2 separate regions of the Zea mays genome follow, and region 2 is linked to region 1. The links are chromatin contacts, called in public Hi-C maps. All regions are on one chromosome and are shown on one strand. Each heading gives the region's core, a stretch centred on a gene start, on an enhancer-like site or on the middle of the called end of the contact. The rest is flanking DNA. Distances are from core to core; before and after follow the strand shown.

What was found. Hi-C and Micro-C count contacts between places; a contact is called where the count stands out from the background.
Region 2: a contact with region 1 is called in a Hi-C map of leaf, with 4 times the contacts expected there. The contact joins the promoter of LOC100272665 here to the promoter of LOC103638962 in region 1. A contact is called at or near these places in 2 of 25 Hi-C or Micro-C datasets (leaf and tassel).

The regions. Positions count from the first base shown.
Region 1 is chr9:122,885,959-122,889,112 of Zm-B73-REFERENCE-NAM-5.0, reverse strand. LOC103638962 (translocase of chloroplast 120, chloroplastic) reads right to left here and starts at 1,510. Exons shown (of 2, transcript XM_008661744.4): 1 at 1,315-1,510; 2 at 1-1,159. The coding sequence starts at 1,127.
Region 2 is chr9:123,533,671-123,536,604 of Zm-B73-REFERENCE-NAM-5.0, reverse strand. It overlaps LOC100272665 (Short-chain dehydrogenase TIC 32 chloroplastic), which reads right to left and starts at 1,353. Exons shown (of 8, transcript NM_001359667.1): 1 at 1,234-1,353; 2 at 784-1,015. The coding sequence starts at 1,339.

The DNA.
Region 1 (3,154 bases), core at 261-2,760:
CTCGCACGGTCAATGCTAAACGTCCCATTAGCAGTTCTTCTAAGTTGTTCTGCCAGCCCAAGCCGGTACAGAACCTGTGAAACGACCATGTTATGAGATGTTTGCCCCAACCTGCCAGCGAGGCGAAGAAACTTAACCCGGATCATTTGAAGTTTTTCATGGATATCATCATTCTCATCTCTATCATCCTCGGCAGACTCAGTAGCCTCCTGGGTTCCCTTATCCACAGCGGCTGGCCTGCTGGCACGGACCTGTTGAACAGAACGGGCAGGAGGCTGCGATAGGGAAGAGGATGATCCAAGGCCAGCAGGACGAGATATCAGAGAGGGACCATTAGTAGAACGAGCAGAAGCAGCACTGCTGGGTTGTGCAGATGTAGAACTCCCACTTGAGGATTGTGCAGGGGGAGCAGAGGTCGCAGTATTCTCATCATCTGAGGAGCTTGAGTCATCCAACTCCTCAATTACAACAGCAGGCTCAGCTGCAGAATTTGTGACCAACTCTGGCCTGCTATGAGAGGAAGCAATCTCTTCTGTGCTCTTCCCTGGATGATTTTTGCTTTGATGCGCCAAAGTACCACCTTTTACATCTTCATACTCGCTCCCAGAATGTGCAGCGACCTCAGCCTTGTCACCAGGATTTGAAAAAAAATTGTGGTCGTTGTCTAACCTCTCCTTTTCACGATCAGCCAAAACAGATGTGACCATGTACTCCCTGAAAGATTGCCCCATGACATTCTCATTCACATGGTCTTGATTCACATCATCAGCAAAACTTTCCTCCACATCTACGAAACTGGGAGTGTCGTCCTCGTCCCACTTCTCTGCCCCACGCTGTCCGGCCACTCTGGTGTTCGGCGTCACCAATGGCTGGTGATCGCCCGTCACCACCGCAGACTCCACTGCACCTTCTCCGGGGCCCCGGTTTTCTTCCCCAGCCTCATCTCCGCCACCATCCTGCCCCAGCGGCACGTCCCCCTCATCCCAGACCTCCACCGCCACAACACAATTGCCCTCACCCGCCAAAGTGGCTGCCTTCAAGACGGATTCCTCCTCCGCGGCGACTCCGCCGTTCTCGCCCGCCCGATGCTCCGGGCGCCCTTCCCTGACGCCGCCGCCGTTCTCCATGGATCACACCCGACGGCGGAAGGAGCGAAACCCTACTCCGACATCAAGAGAAAACGGAACGGATCAAACGACACTACGGCAGCAACAGGAAGGTAAAAAAAACGTACATATATTGTGGTGAAGTCTGGAACATACAAAAAGATTGTGGTGGACGGATCCGGAGGGAGGTGGCGGCTACCAAACCAACCTGGTTGGAGGCGACGGCGGCGTGGGAAAACGGGATCGCTAGCGCAGTTCGGTCGCTACCAGGAAAAAGGAGCCGTCGCTACAAGGAAAAAGGAGGGTGGTGACGAACTGACGATGAGAGTCAGGCAGCGAGCCAGCGACGACGCCAATGAGAGAGAAGTCGCAAGCCGGTTTGTATGCCTCCGCCGTTTTTACTTACTGGGCTCTGCTAAAACCCTGGAGATATGCTTTTCTGCAACCAAACAAAATTTGGAATCGCAAAAAAAAAAAACATTTTAGCGGCAACTTTAAAATAAAACAGTACGATGCCCGTAATTCAATAAAATATAGATGCACAATAACTATGTAAAAACGAGTAATATATATTATCATTGACCTTAATATCTCATAAATTATTTGCCAACAACTTTACAAAACTAAACTCAGGATTCGAAGTGTCTTCTCCTCCTCTCACTCGGCTGTTCGCTGGCCCCGCTGTCTATAAAGGTGCACGACGGTGAAGAGTCGCGATAGCGGTTCGAAACTCTTACCGAGGAGGAAGGTCGATATCCTCTATTGTGGTGTGGAATGAGTGAGAGGAGCGAAGATGACAAAGAGATGAGAAGTTGAGTTAATATACGACAGCAACAACGAAGAGGGAAAGAAAGCGCTCGGATTTTGTTTATCATATCTAATTAGGCGAGATGTGACAGAGAAAAACAAATCTACACGATTCGCGCGTGACGCACTACGTACGAAACTCGTGCTTTAAAAGAGTAGAGATATAATATCATAAATTTGAAGTTGTTAAAATTCACGTGCTTGAATTTTGTTGCATGTATTTTATATAAGATTACATTTTAGTTTGTTGTAATTTATATTGGTATAATCTGTAATTTTCATATCAGCATATATCGACACAAAGACAAATAAAATTTATGTTTTTCTATAGTTAGACAATGGCAAAAAAAATATTATAACACAAAGACAATTAACGTATAACACAGACAATTAACAAATTTAAAAACTCGCAAAAGAATAAGGTCATGTTTGGTTTCTTTAGTCTAGTGACTAAAGTTTAGTTAGGGGACTAAAGTTTAGTCCCTAACATGTTTGGTTTTAGGGGCTAAAAATAGTAAGAATGTACTAAATAACTCATAAGAAGACTTAAATGACCTTTAACATTCTCCTGCTATTAGTACAATTGAACTAAATTAGGGGTAAATGTGGAATTAAGATTTAGTCCCTTTTAGCACATATGTGAAGGACTAAAGACTAAATCATTTTAGTCCATATTTTAGTCCTAGTGTTTGGCAAAAAAGAGACTAAATGGGACTAAAAACTAGAGACTAATCTTTAGTCCCTCTAACCAAACACCCCCTAAATACAGTGCGGCTATCTCTTCTATTGTCTAATATATTAAAGCACTCATTTTGCTGGTTACGGTTTAACACAAAGACAATTAACGTATAACACAGATAATTAACACAGTATGGCTATCTCTTCTATTCTCTAATATATTAAAGCACTTGTTTTGCTTGTTACGGTTTCACTGTCGTTAATTTAAAAAAAAAAGTCCAACCATTTCTTTATAATCAACCCACCATCCTCTCAGGATCCACATTTATATATTTACTAGGTATGTGTCTGTGCGTTGCGACGGAAGTAAAAAATTTGTATGCACGACACATCTCTGTTAGCACTGTTTTATCAAGGTACATGCTTCAATCTTCCTAGAATTTTTACCCTCAGATCCAATTCATCTGGTGCTGGAACCACTATAGGCTCTACCTTTTATTTTAGTTGAGTGTGATTCAATATGCTTGTTGTTCATCTGTCCAGAAATGGTGTACATGCTCTTG
Region 2 (2,934 bases), core at 104-2,603, 650 kb before region 1:
CCAATTATCTATCTTCCCTCTTATATCGTCTACCAATTAATCACATATACCTTTATATCTTAGTTTTCCTTTAGATATACTTTACTGATATGAAATTATTTTCTTTTATCTCTTTCAAAACTGTAGTGATATATCAGGTTTTTGCTTAGTTGACACACTAATTAATAGCTACAGAAAGCGTAGCTTATGAGTTGGAAATGCCTAGCACATAAAGAGTATATATTATGGGTTTTACATTACTAGAGGTTTGAGCCTAAAAAGTTGGGTTAGCTCGGCTCGTCGAGCTAATGAGCCTTACCATAAGCGCGGACTCGCTTTCCAAAATATAATATAAAATCTCAAAAATAATTTAAGTAACATATATTAAATAAGTAAATTAAATATATCACTAATATAATATAGAAAACAAGTTAATTTTTTTAAGTAATCTTAAGAAACATAAACTAATCGTCTATTTAGTACTAACACTATATGCTAATTAGAACTTTATGTAATAAATTATTGTATGGTCAAGTCACCAGCTAGCTCACGAGTCACCGAGCCGAGAATCCGAAATGGAACGCTCTTTTCTCGAGCTAGAAAAATAGACTCATCTCGACTCATTCTAAACACCAAGCCATTCCGAGCCCACTCATCGAGTCCGAGCTTTTTTACCGGTCCTATTCGTAGCTAATAGTTAGCTAGAATTAATATCAGTCATATACTATTAGCTAGCTAAATTCTATCAGCTAACGACAATCCAAACAAAACCTAAGACTAGAAAGATTTGTTCGCCCTTCTTACATGAGAATGTTGAGGGGCAGTTTGAGAGAGTCGAACTCGGAGGCGAATCTCCTCACGGAAGCTATGGAGCTGAGGTCCAGCTCCAGAACGTCGATTCTTGCGTCGGGGGTCTTGGCCACGATGGCATCCTTGGCCATGAGCCCGGCTGAGACGTTGCGGACGGCCATGACGACGCGCACACCGCGCAGCGCCAGAACGCGCGCCGTCTCCAGCCCGATGCCGCTCGTCGCACCTGCAGAGCGCGCGAGCGCTCAGGCTCAGCTCATATATGGCATTGTTTTGCCGTAAATGACAGTCTCCAAAACTAGGTCGTTCCAGCTTGCAAGTCCGGCGCGGCCGGCCAGGCCCGCGGTGGCGCGTCGCTCATATATCACAAAGCCCGACCGCCGTGGGATGGTCCGGCTGTGATCATACGAGCGACCAGCTGGGATGCGAGGTAAGTATATGTACCTGTGATGACGGCGACCAGAAGGTGGCCGTCGACGCCGGCGGTGACCTCCTCGGCCGTGGAGGCGCCAGAGAAGCCGGAGGGTCCTTTGCGGTAGAACCACCACATCACGAAGAAGATTCGTCAGGGCTCTCTAGTTTGTTATTAGGTGGGGGATGGGCCAACATAAATACTAGAGCAAGCGATGGTATCTGACAGCGAGCGTGACCGGAAGTCAGCAGAGACAATTATTTTAGTCAACACGCGCAAACAGTGTCATTTGTTATTAGGGGAAGCAGGGATATAATCAGATCAAATAATAACGGATATCACTGAAATCATATTTGTTTTTATATTTTTATTTGGATTTAAATTTGAATACGGATAACTTCGGATACGAATACGAATACGAATGTTTTCGGATACAAATACAAATAGCTGTGTGTCGAATACGGAACTAGTCGGACACGGATATTGTTGTTAACGAATTTTTTGTTAGATACAATATAAGACATTATTCCACACATATCGTGGTTGTAATCATTTATTAACTCATTGAGTTCAAACATTTTCTTAGCATTATATGTGTACATATGTTACGTTTTTATAAAAAATCATGAATTTTTAGGCAATGTGCGTATTATTAATTTATTTTTTATAAAATCATCGAAATGCAAATAAGTTACCAAGACTAATAAACATTATATAAGAATATAACCTCAAGTCTTACATGAAAATGATAAAGTGAAGTATTGATTATGTTGAAACTTAGATACTTATAGTGATTTCATGTGTAATTCACGCAATAAGTGAAATGAAATAAACACTATCATATTATAGATTTTATGGCCCAAATACTAGAGCAAGTGACGGTACCTGACGACGAGCGTGACCAAGAGTCAGCAGAGGCAATTATTTTAGTCAACACGCGCAATTAGTGTTATTTGTTATTAGGGGGAAGCAGGTAAAATTAAAGAGAATTTTCAAACTCAATTAAATGCACAAACAAATATGCAGCATATGATGCAACAATATTCATATAGTTTTACATTATTTTAGTAATTCATTTTAGTGAAATGCTTAATTTATGGAACACACATTATTAGGAAATACTATTTTGAATGTAAAATTAAAGGTTCTTCCACAATTTAATATTTACTACTTGTTAAGTTTTAGTAGAAGTTAATATATAACCTCTGCCCTGCATTATTTTATTCCAAACATTTTTTAAAGAGTGCTTTAATTATATAAAGGGAATAATAAATAGATTGAAATTCACTCTTTTATTTGTTGCTCCAACTTTTAGTTTTAAGTTTTGGATCTAAGTTTTGAATACCAAATTCTTACTTATTATTGTTTATTTTAATTTAGAGAGATGTACTTTATAAAGGAAGGAAATCATTATTAGAAGACATTTTATCCTAAATCTTTTGGAGAAACTTTTTATAAATCTCAAAATAGGATTTCAAGTGTTATAGACACCCATGCACTATGGTTGGAAATATGCACTCCATGAGGGGACAAAGTGAGCATGGAAAACTATGTTAGCTAATCATGAAGAAACTAAAGTCGTTTGAGATGTTTCCTCATGAAAATGCTAATAGCATGTACTCTCATTTGAATGTTCTTCTAGAAGAAATCAATGGGTTGGGACTCACCCAATTAACACAATCGAACGTTGTGAGAAAAAACCTAAATATTCTCCAAATTGATAAGTATGGGCA